2 separate regions of the Ovis aries genome follow, and region 1 is linked to region 2. A link is a contact called in public Hi-C data. All regions are on one chromosome and are shown on one strand. The core of a region is the stretch at or near the end of the contact, and the rest is flanking DNA. Distances in the headings are between cores, read along the strand shown. Region 1 holds the start of LOC101102428 (cytochrome c oxidase assembly factor 8). Region 2 has its middle 19 kb from the start of CKB.

Region 1 (4,169 bases), core at 164-2,663, 53 kb before region 2:
GTCCCAGCCAATACCTCGCATAATGGGGAACACAGCCCAAGAAAAACACAAGTCATAAGGCTAGAACTGGGAAGGTGTGACTCATGGGTCAGCTGCTTCCCTTTCAGCATCATCGCCTTCACAGGTGGAGGCAGTCTCACAGGTGTGCACCGGCTTGTCACCCGGCCGGCAAAACCTAAGACGGAGCTCGTCTCAAGGAGCAGACCCACGGTAAGACTTACTTCAACAAAAGGTTGGGGGTCAGTGGAGAAACCTGTGTGGGCGCTCTTCTTTTTTCCAGTGCTTGTTCACAAACTAAGCTGGGCTAAGGCCCCGTCCTGCGGGCAGCTGTCTGCCCTTCCGGAGCATTTTCAGATACCTGTTGAGTATCTTTCTGTCCAAAGAGTGGGATGCTGAGTGCATTTTATGTTCTAGGAATAGAAGTCAAGGGCTGTGGCCACTCAATCGGGGAACTGAACCAGAGGCTTGGGATCCCAGTGACCAGCTGCCCTGCTAACAGGCAGGCATGCTTTGGAATTAACAGGCTCTTTTTAGTCCTTCTTTAAGGATGGTTTAAAGGATGCTTTCCAGCCTCCCTCCTTAGCCTGTTGGCAAACGAAGTGTTAGTATTTAGATTTAACTTGGCTTAAACTTTCTATCTGCAGCCCATTCCAAGCCGTTAGCCCATATTTTCATATGACAGCTGGAATGAAGGTCTAGGGCTCCCTCAAACTAAAACATCCTTCCCCAGAGCGGGGCAACTTCTAAAAACTGCTTGCCACTCCTTGCCGCTGCAGGTCTTCATCTTTGGGGACCTCTGGTTAGGAACAGGGATGTATGCACACACCGTTTCCAAACTAGAACTGTTCAACGTGTTGAATGAGCCTACGAAATGCGATAGTAAAGTCTGCCACCACTTGAAGAAAAGCACTAATAGTCTACATGCAGCCAAACGCGCTGGCGCGCACATTCTGTGCATATCAAGAGCTCTTTGACCATAGAGACTAATTATCCTCGACGAGAAATTCGGCACAAATCAACTTGCTCGCGGACTCTGCCCCTACTTGTCAAGAGCCCTGGGGTGGCGGCGACGCAGGAGCCTCGGAGGCTCGGGACTGCCCCACTCTCCCCGCCGCCTGTGTCCGCGCGGCGGGGCGCCGGGGGCCCGGCCCGCGCCGGCTCAGGGACCCCGCTCCTGGGGAGCTCCGCCGACGCGGGGGACGCCACCACAGGTGTCCCTGGGGGGCGCGGCCCGGCCTCTCCAGGGACCTCACTCACCCGGCTCGGCGCCGCATCCCTGCGCTCGGCGCCGCGCTCGGGGGCGAGCTGACAGCCGCGGCCTGAGAAGGCGCGGCAGAGAGCCGTGACGACGAGCCTCCTCGCCGGCCGCCGGGCCGCCATAGCTGCCCTCCGCCGACTCCCGCGCCGCACGGCAGAGTCGCGACGTCGCGAGGCGCTACCTTACGGCACCGTCGCAAAGTCCGCGGGAGGGCACGGCGCGGCGGACCGTGCGCTCGCCCGGCGTCTGACAGGCTGAGGGGTTGGACTGACGGCGCGTCAGGGCCGCGGCTCCTCGGGAGCTGCCATCCTCGGCGGCTTCTGCGCCGGGCGGCCAGCGGCGGGCTCGGCCAGGGGAGAAGTGCGGCGCGGACGCCGGAGGACGTTTTTCCCGAGGCGGGGGGGCGGGTGTTCGGCCGGGCCCGGGGCGACGGCGGGAGCTGCGGAGTCGCAGGGCGTCGGCGGCGAGGCGCGCCATGGCGCGGGCGGCACAGGTGAGCGCGGGCGGCCGCGGCGCGACCCTCTCCCTCCGCGCGGGCGGTCCCGGACGATCCCCGTCTCCCGGGTCCGGAGCCGGCCGGGCCCGAGTCCCCTCCCTCCCCGTCGGCTCGCCCGGCCCGGCCGAGCGCGCCCGCCCCCTCCCCCGCAGGCCATTGTGAGGTCAGGCCGGCGGGTGCGTCGTGGGGTCCGGGCGAGACGCCCGGAGCGGCCGCCGCGGCCAGTAGCTGCCGCCGCCACCGCCGGCCCCTTCACCGGCTGCCCCGACCAGACCTAGCCGGGAGGGCTGAGAGGGATGCAGCTTGGGGCCCGGCGCCGGTGCCGCACCCCGTAAAGGGCTGACCTACCACCTGGCCACTTCACCCGCGGGACGCCAAGACCAAGCCCGCTTAGACCGCGTCTGGGTAAAGTGCCGGGAGGGCAGGGCGAGGGGGCAGGAAAGAACCGAGGCAGCCCGCCGCTCCGGGCCTCTCCGGAGGCGCGTTCTTGGCTCGGACACCGGCAGGGGATTAGTTTCGATTGAGCATCCATCCCCCGCCCGTGAGCGTTTGAAAGAAACCCAAGAACGTGGGCGGGGGGTGGGGCGGGGGGAATGCATTAAGCCACTCGAGCCTTAATGGGAGGCTGATGAATGAGTTAGTCATCGTTGTCGCATTGTCTTGCGGTGTGTTTTGGAGGGGGGAGCATAACAGGGCCTAGGGGGTACCAGGCCTCCAAAGCCCAAGCTAGTGCCTTTATCATAATGCCAGGCGCCTTCCCTGTGGAATTCAAGCCTCTGCAAGGAAGTTTATGAGGTCCACAAAGGGTGTGGCGAGAAACAGGGCGTCTTTCTGGAAGTGTCTAACGGGTGGAGAGGCACGTAGAAACGGGGACTTCCGCGAGTGCCCGCGAACCCCATTGTTTGTTTCAGTGGCTCAGTTCCTTTTACGGGAAGCTAGGCCGGGTGGGTGGAGGAGGAGATGGCAACCCACTCCAGTGTTCTTGCCTGGAGAATCCCAGGGATAGGGGAGCCTGGTGGGCTGCCCTCTCTGGGGTCGCACAGAGTCGGACACGACTGAAGCGACTTAGCAGCAGCAGCAGCAGGCCGGGTGGGAGTGCTTAGATGCCCCCCAAAGGCCCGGAAGGTTATAAGAGCTACTGGTTTACTTTCCACAAAGGTGCCCTTCTCTTGCCAAGAAGCAGCTTCCACTGTGAAGACCTAAGGTGCTGGTGCTTTTTCCAAGCTGACAGCTCAACCTCATGCCATACTTACGTAGGCACACGCTGCTCTCTTTTACAACTGAGGAAAACTGAGGTTCCCAGGCCCAGCACTCCAGCTTCCCTTCCACACTGCAATGACCCAGTCTCAGTCACTGCCATATGGAGGTTGCTTGCGGGAGAGGGGTTGATAGACTCTGCTTTCTGTCCTGAAGTGTGGTCTTTGGCTTGCAGTGACAACAGGCCCTTTCGTAAGCATATCTTTTTAGAATGAGGTACTAATACACAAGTACCATTCTTCAGGCTTTGTGGTGTAACAAGTTATTTTTGTCATCTTTTAGTGCTTGTGAAACTGAACACAACAAAAGTATGGAGATGGGAAACCAACACCCTTCTATTAGCAGGCTTCAGGAAATTCAAAAGGAGGTGAAAAGCATAGAACAGCAAGTACTTGGTTTCAGTGGTCTGTCAGATGACAAGAATTACAAGAAACTGGAGAGGATTCTCACCAAACAGCTTTTCGAAATAGACTCTGTAGATACTGAAGGAAAAGGAGATATTCAGCAAGCCAGGAAGAGGGCGGCACAAGAGACAGAGCGTCTTCTCAAAGAGTTGGAGCAGAATGCGAACCACCCACACCGGCTCGAAATACAGAACATTTTTGAAGAAGCACAGGCCCTGGTGAAAGAGAAGGTTGTGCCGTTTTATAGTGGAGGCAACTGTGTAACTGATGAGTTTGAGGAAGGCATCCAGGATGTCATTTTGAGGCTGACACATGTCAAGACCGGAGGTAAGGTCTCCCTGCGGAAAGCACGGTATCACACCTTAACCAAAATATGTGCCGTGCAGGAGATTATCGAGAACTGCACGAAGAGGCAGCCTTCCCTGCCGCTCTCTGAGGACGCGCACCCCTCTGTGGCCAAGATCAACTCTGTGATGTGTGAAGTGAACAAGACTAGAGGCACACTGATTGCCCTTCTGATGGGCGTGAACAACAAGGAGACATGCAGGCACTTATCTTGTGTGCTCTCGGGGCTGATGGCTGACCTGGATGCTCTCGATGTGTGCGGCCGCACAGAGATCAGAAACTATCGGAAGGAGGTCGTGGAAGATATCAACCAGTTACTGAGATACTTGGACTTAGAAGAGGAAGCAGACACCACGTACGCATTTGACCTAGGACAGAACCATTCCATTCTGAAAATAGAAAAGGTCCT
Region 2 (4,646 bases), core at 433-2,932:
GGTGGTCCACACTCATCCACACGTGAAAGTGTTGACTGTTTGACAGGGGCCACTCGCACGTAACACCAACAGTCACAGCACCAGGGCAGTGTCTGTCTCAGAGTGGAAGCGCCTTGAGCAGGGGGGGCCAGGGTGCTGCCTCCTCCCGCTTCCTCGAGACTAGAGAGGATGCAGGTGCTGACGTCTTTCCTCTATTCTCCAGCATCAACGAAGGACGCTAACACAACTTTGCCTCTCTAGTCCCGTTCCAGTGTTTTGGTTCAATTCATTAATACTTCGAGACTAGGAAACTCAACCCAGCAAAACACACCCTACATCCTCAGCGAGGTCAAGACAAGAGGACGTCCGGCATGCTCTTTCAGGATAACACGACTCCCACCCTCTACTCACAGGCTAAGCCACAAGATAAGCCCATGCGGAGTCTCCAGAGCTCAGAGAAGGAGGGGAGAGGACCCAGGGACCCAGGGCATTGGGGCTGCAGAGAGAAGCCAGCCGGGCTAAAGGGGAGGACACCAAAGATAGGAGGCAGCGGGTGCCAGTGGGGCTGGATGCTGCAGGCCGACAGAGGGGCCAGCACACGGTCCTTAGGGAAAGGGGTGCGTCTGGGGCTGGTGGAGTGGGCCGCAGCTCTGGTGCTGGGACACGATCCCCAGGGGCCCCTCTACCAAGTCCTCCTGGTCCCACACGGAGGACTGACTGCATACGCTCCCGCTTCCCGGCTTCCTTCCATGCAGAGCACGCCTGCGTGGGAATGGATTCACACCTGCCCCTCCCGAGGGGGACAGGCAGCCAGTGCAGCCCTCGCTCCGCAAACAGCGGGAGGACCACACTGGATACCTCCTGTATGGCCCCCAGCATGGGGCTGCCTGGGGCAGCAGGGTCTGATTTGGTCTGGAAGCAGCACTGTGCCCCAAAGCCTCTCAAGTCACTCCCTAAGAAGTGTTGAACCCGAGTCCCCTCAACGGAACAGAGCGGCGCTGAGCCCACTGCTGCCCTGACATTCGCCCCACGACTCGGGGACGCAGTGAGTCCGCTGTGCCTGCCTTGGCGCAGGCTACTCAGCCCCTCCCTTCCACTGGGCTACCTGGGGTGTCCGGCTGTTCCTTCATCTCCACCTGAGCTCCTGCTCAGCCCTGAGCCTGGCGTCCCTTCACAAAGCACTGGCCATGCCAGGCTTCGCAGCTGTGCTTGTGTCCCTCTTCCTGTGAGGGAACCTTCTAGAGAACATGGCTGGATCCTCAGAGCTCAGCAAAGGGCCCTCTGAGAGCAGCTGTCCCACCTTGAACCCCCTAGTGTGAGTGTTGCTAAGTGAACATACAAATGTAGAGACGACGAGAGACTCTCCCCATCCTGTCCTGAAACACCAGAAAAGAACCAGGCCGGTATCGCCTGGAGTGGTGACACTCAGGGAAGGGGTACAGTTTTGATTTTCAAACACTGGAGCCTGGAGCATTAGGCTGCGGAGGAGAGGAGAGCGCCAGGGCAGTGTAGGAAGCTGCGACACGTCAGGAAGACGCAGCAGCCGCCGGAACTCCCCACAGACCCGGGCACCGGAGGCCCCCAGAGCAGAAGTTGCTGATGAGCAGCTGCAGGCTTCCTTTCTAAGAGGGCGGGCGGAGAGGGGGCAGGAAGGAGGCACAGCACAGGCTGGGGAGGGATGCTCCGCCGGCTCTGTGTATCACCGCAGTCAGAACTTCAGGGATGAATACCAGGGAGCTGGGGCGGGCATGAGAACCTCAGAGCATATAACCACTCAGCCCTGTCACGTGGCCAGCCACAAAAAAGCCACAGCAAAAAATCCACAAGGCAACCAAACCCATGCTGACGGCAGCAGACCCGTCGATCCGGCCCCAGTGGCCCCTGCTGTCACCCTGAGACTGGGTCGTCTTGGCCAGTGTGGTCTGGTCTAACCTCCACCCCAGGGTGACCCTGCTCTGCGGGAGGCTCTGGCTTGTGACTAAGCAGTCAGAGGTAACTGGTGGTGGCCAGTGTTAATCAGAGTTAATGGTGGGGGCCACCTCTAAACAGAGGTAATGGTGGGGGCCACTGTTAATGCCTAAGCAAATCCTGACTAACCTCCTGACTGAACACACCTCACACGCTGGCGAGCCTCAGGTCACTACTCTTTCAAGGGACTGAAACCCAAATGCCATGCTGACCGAGCGACGCTACACGGCCAGGCCCAGAGTAAGGCGCTCACCCAAGCATTTCAGTTTGAAGGTTTGCATCTCATGGCCGATTTCTCACCAGGTGGCCTCCTCCTTGGCGTCTGCAGGAACCTGCATGTCTGGGCTGAATGACACGACACAGGCATCAGTACAGGCAGGCGGGTGGAGAGCAAAGAGCACCGGCCCAAGCGGGACCGCGGGCTCCATTCTCACCTCACCGCCGGGCCTCGTCTGCAACACAGGAAGGGCCCAGAGAGTTGCTGGAGATCAAGCAGGATGGGCCTTGTCCGGACCAAACACCGCTTCCTGCAGCTGTGGCCTGTGTCAGCCTGTCTTAGCCTGGGCCGACGGGGGAGAGGCGGCTCAGGGGGAGACTCAGAACAGCCGCCTCCTGTGTTCCAGACCCTCAGGCCCGTGCTCCGTCACTGTTGCCAATGAATACCTCTTTTGTACTATGTACCAGGCACCACGCTAGGCCCTTGGGTTACAGGAAGGAAACCCCATGGGGCTTACAGTCTAGTAACAGCAAACAGACAAGAGAAGCCTGTGATTGCTGTTAGCTGTCGGGGTGGCAAGGCACACTGGCCACCGAGGGCTGCGCGGGGCAGGCAGGCCTGGGAGTGGCCGGCATCGGCGGCGGAGGAGACTCGAGTCCAGTGGTGAGGCGTCCTCAGCTTCCTGCCTGGCACTCACACCTGGCCCACCGCTTCTCCCTGTCCTCTGGGCACACTGGCAAAGGGCCTATCAACTTTTCTCACAGCGGGCTCTGAGCCCAGAGCCTTATAGACACGGGGGGATTGTCTTCACGAAGTCTCTGCAGGCAGGGAAAGGTCCCCTCCTAAGCACCAGAGAGCGCTGTTCAGGGACTTCTGCGTTCTGGGCAAGCCGGGAGGGGAGAGACGAGGACTAGCCCGTGTTCCCGCCTAACAGGGCCTGAGCCTGGGGAGCTGCTGACCTCCAGACAGCTGCCAGAAGCCCTGCTTTGCACGTGCCGTCTGGGGGCCCCAGCCAGCATCCCAGCATGAGACACCTCAAACATGCCGACCTTCTGGGGGAGGAATGCTGAGGTTAAGAAGCTGGGATCTGGAAACAGGCCACCCAGACGCAGGGCATACAACGCGAGGGCATGCTGCCCGACCCACGTCTGAACAGGGCTCTGAGGACCCCAGTCCCTGCCTGCTCCGCCTGGGACCCCCTGGTGGCACCAACCCCGCCACGGCAAGGAGCAGGCAGAGGCCCACGGTGGCCAGTGGCCCACTTCCTGGCAGAGGACATTCACTTCTGAGCTCACACAGGCTTCCTCGAAATGCCCCGTCTACTATCCATCCTGGGCCCTAAGGCCATCCCTGCACTCAGCGTCCCGAGAGTTGGGCCCAAACTGAAGAAAAGTCTCAGGCTCTCCCAGCAAAACCCATTTTCCACATGCCCCCCTTGCCCGCTGAGCTCCCTCCCCTGGGGACACAAGTGAGGCCCAGGTTTCCTGTCACCTCTGGCTGGCCTCTGCTCTCTCAAGAGGCAAACCAAGACCAATTCACAGAGCTGCTGGCCTCTGGCCTCCTCGTGGACTGGCGGGGACAGCTGGGGGATAGACCCACCTAGACTCACCTGTGCACCATCAGAACGCCTGCAAGGCATGCCTTGCTCTTCACATTGCTCCCTTCAAAGCTACCACTTTTCTCCCCACTTAAAGGGCTGCTGAGCTGTCTAAAGGATTTCACAGCCAATTAGTAATAAAACCCATTCCAACAACAAAACCCAAAAGAGCAAAGTTCTGGGCCCTGCACTCCAAGCTCTTCCTATGCCTGCTGCCCCTCTTGCCTGAGCCGGACCAGGAGGCAGGGCCTCACATACATGCCCCCCCCCCCCCCCGGCGTCCCCGATGCTGCTCACAGAGCCACACGAGCTCCGTGGATCCCATGGTCAACAAGTATCACTCACTGAGCAAGAACTGCTGGGAGAGGGTGTTCCAGGGACGGTTTCCATGGCAATGGTAACTTGTTCATACTGCACAGAGGGAAATTTTTCTTTTAAACATCATCATCTCTAGGTTTCTGGAGCAATATGCTGTGACAGCGCTCACAGCTGTTCTTCTGAAAGTTTCAGTCATGTTTCCTAACAGTTTTCTGCACGGGTCTTCACTTTTGGAAATGAAAAGGACAGTTTGAGGACAAGGCCTGCCATTAAAGAATGTTGTCTTGGTTCCCCCAATGTGCCTGATCTAGATGAGTGGGAAGTCAACCTAACTAGGAGGTAAGCCTTATTTTGAGGAATAAGACGGAGAAGGCAATGGCAACCCACTCCAGTACTCTTGCCTGGAAAATCCTATGGATGGAGAAGCCTGGTGGGCTGCAGTCTGCGGGGTGGCTAAGAGTCAGACTCGACTGAGCGACTTCACTTTCACTTTTGACTTTCATGCATTGGAGAAGGAAATGGCAACCCACTCCAGTGTTCTTGCCTGGAGAATCCCAGGGACGGGGG

The links. Hi-C and Micro-C count contacts between places; a contact is called where the count stands out from the background.
Region 1: a contact with region 2 is called in a Hi-C map of mesenteric adipose tissue, with 2.5 times the contacts expected there. The contact joins the promoter of LOC101102428 here to the enhancer-like site in region 2. A contact is called at or near these places in 9 of 16 Hi-C or Micro-C datasets (blood, hypothalamus, liver and 4 more).

The regions. Positions count from the first base shown.
Region 1 is chr18:65,927,876-65,932,044 of ARS-UI_Ramb_v3.0, reverse strand. LOC101102428 (cytochrome c oxidase assembly factor 8) reads right to left here and starts at 1,413. Exons shown (of 5, transcript XM_027957448.2): 1 at 1,258-1,413. The coding sequence starts at 1,380. BAG5 (BAG cochaperone 5) reads left to right here and starts at 121. Exons shown (of 2, transcript XM_042235573.2): 1 at 121-210; 2 at 3,294-4,169. The coding sequence starts at 3,322.
Region 2 is chr18:65,874,762-65,879,407 of ARS-UI_Ramb_v3.0, reverse strand. No RefSeq gene overlaps it. Among named protein-coding and RNA genes, the nearest start is that of CKB, 19 kb to the left of the region's middle. Within about 2 kb of position 1,682, at least 15 of the 54 cell types and tissues checked have an H3K27ac peak or open chromatin away from gene starts, as enhancers often do. A contact at or near this core is called in hypothalamus and liver, where this site is marked.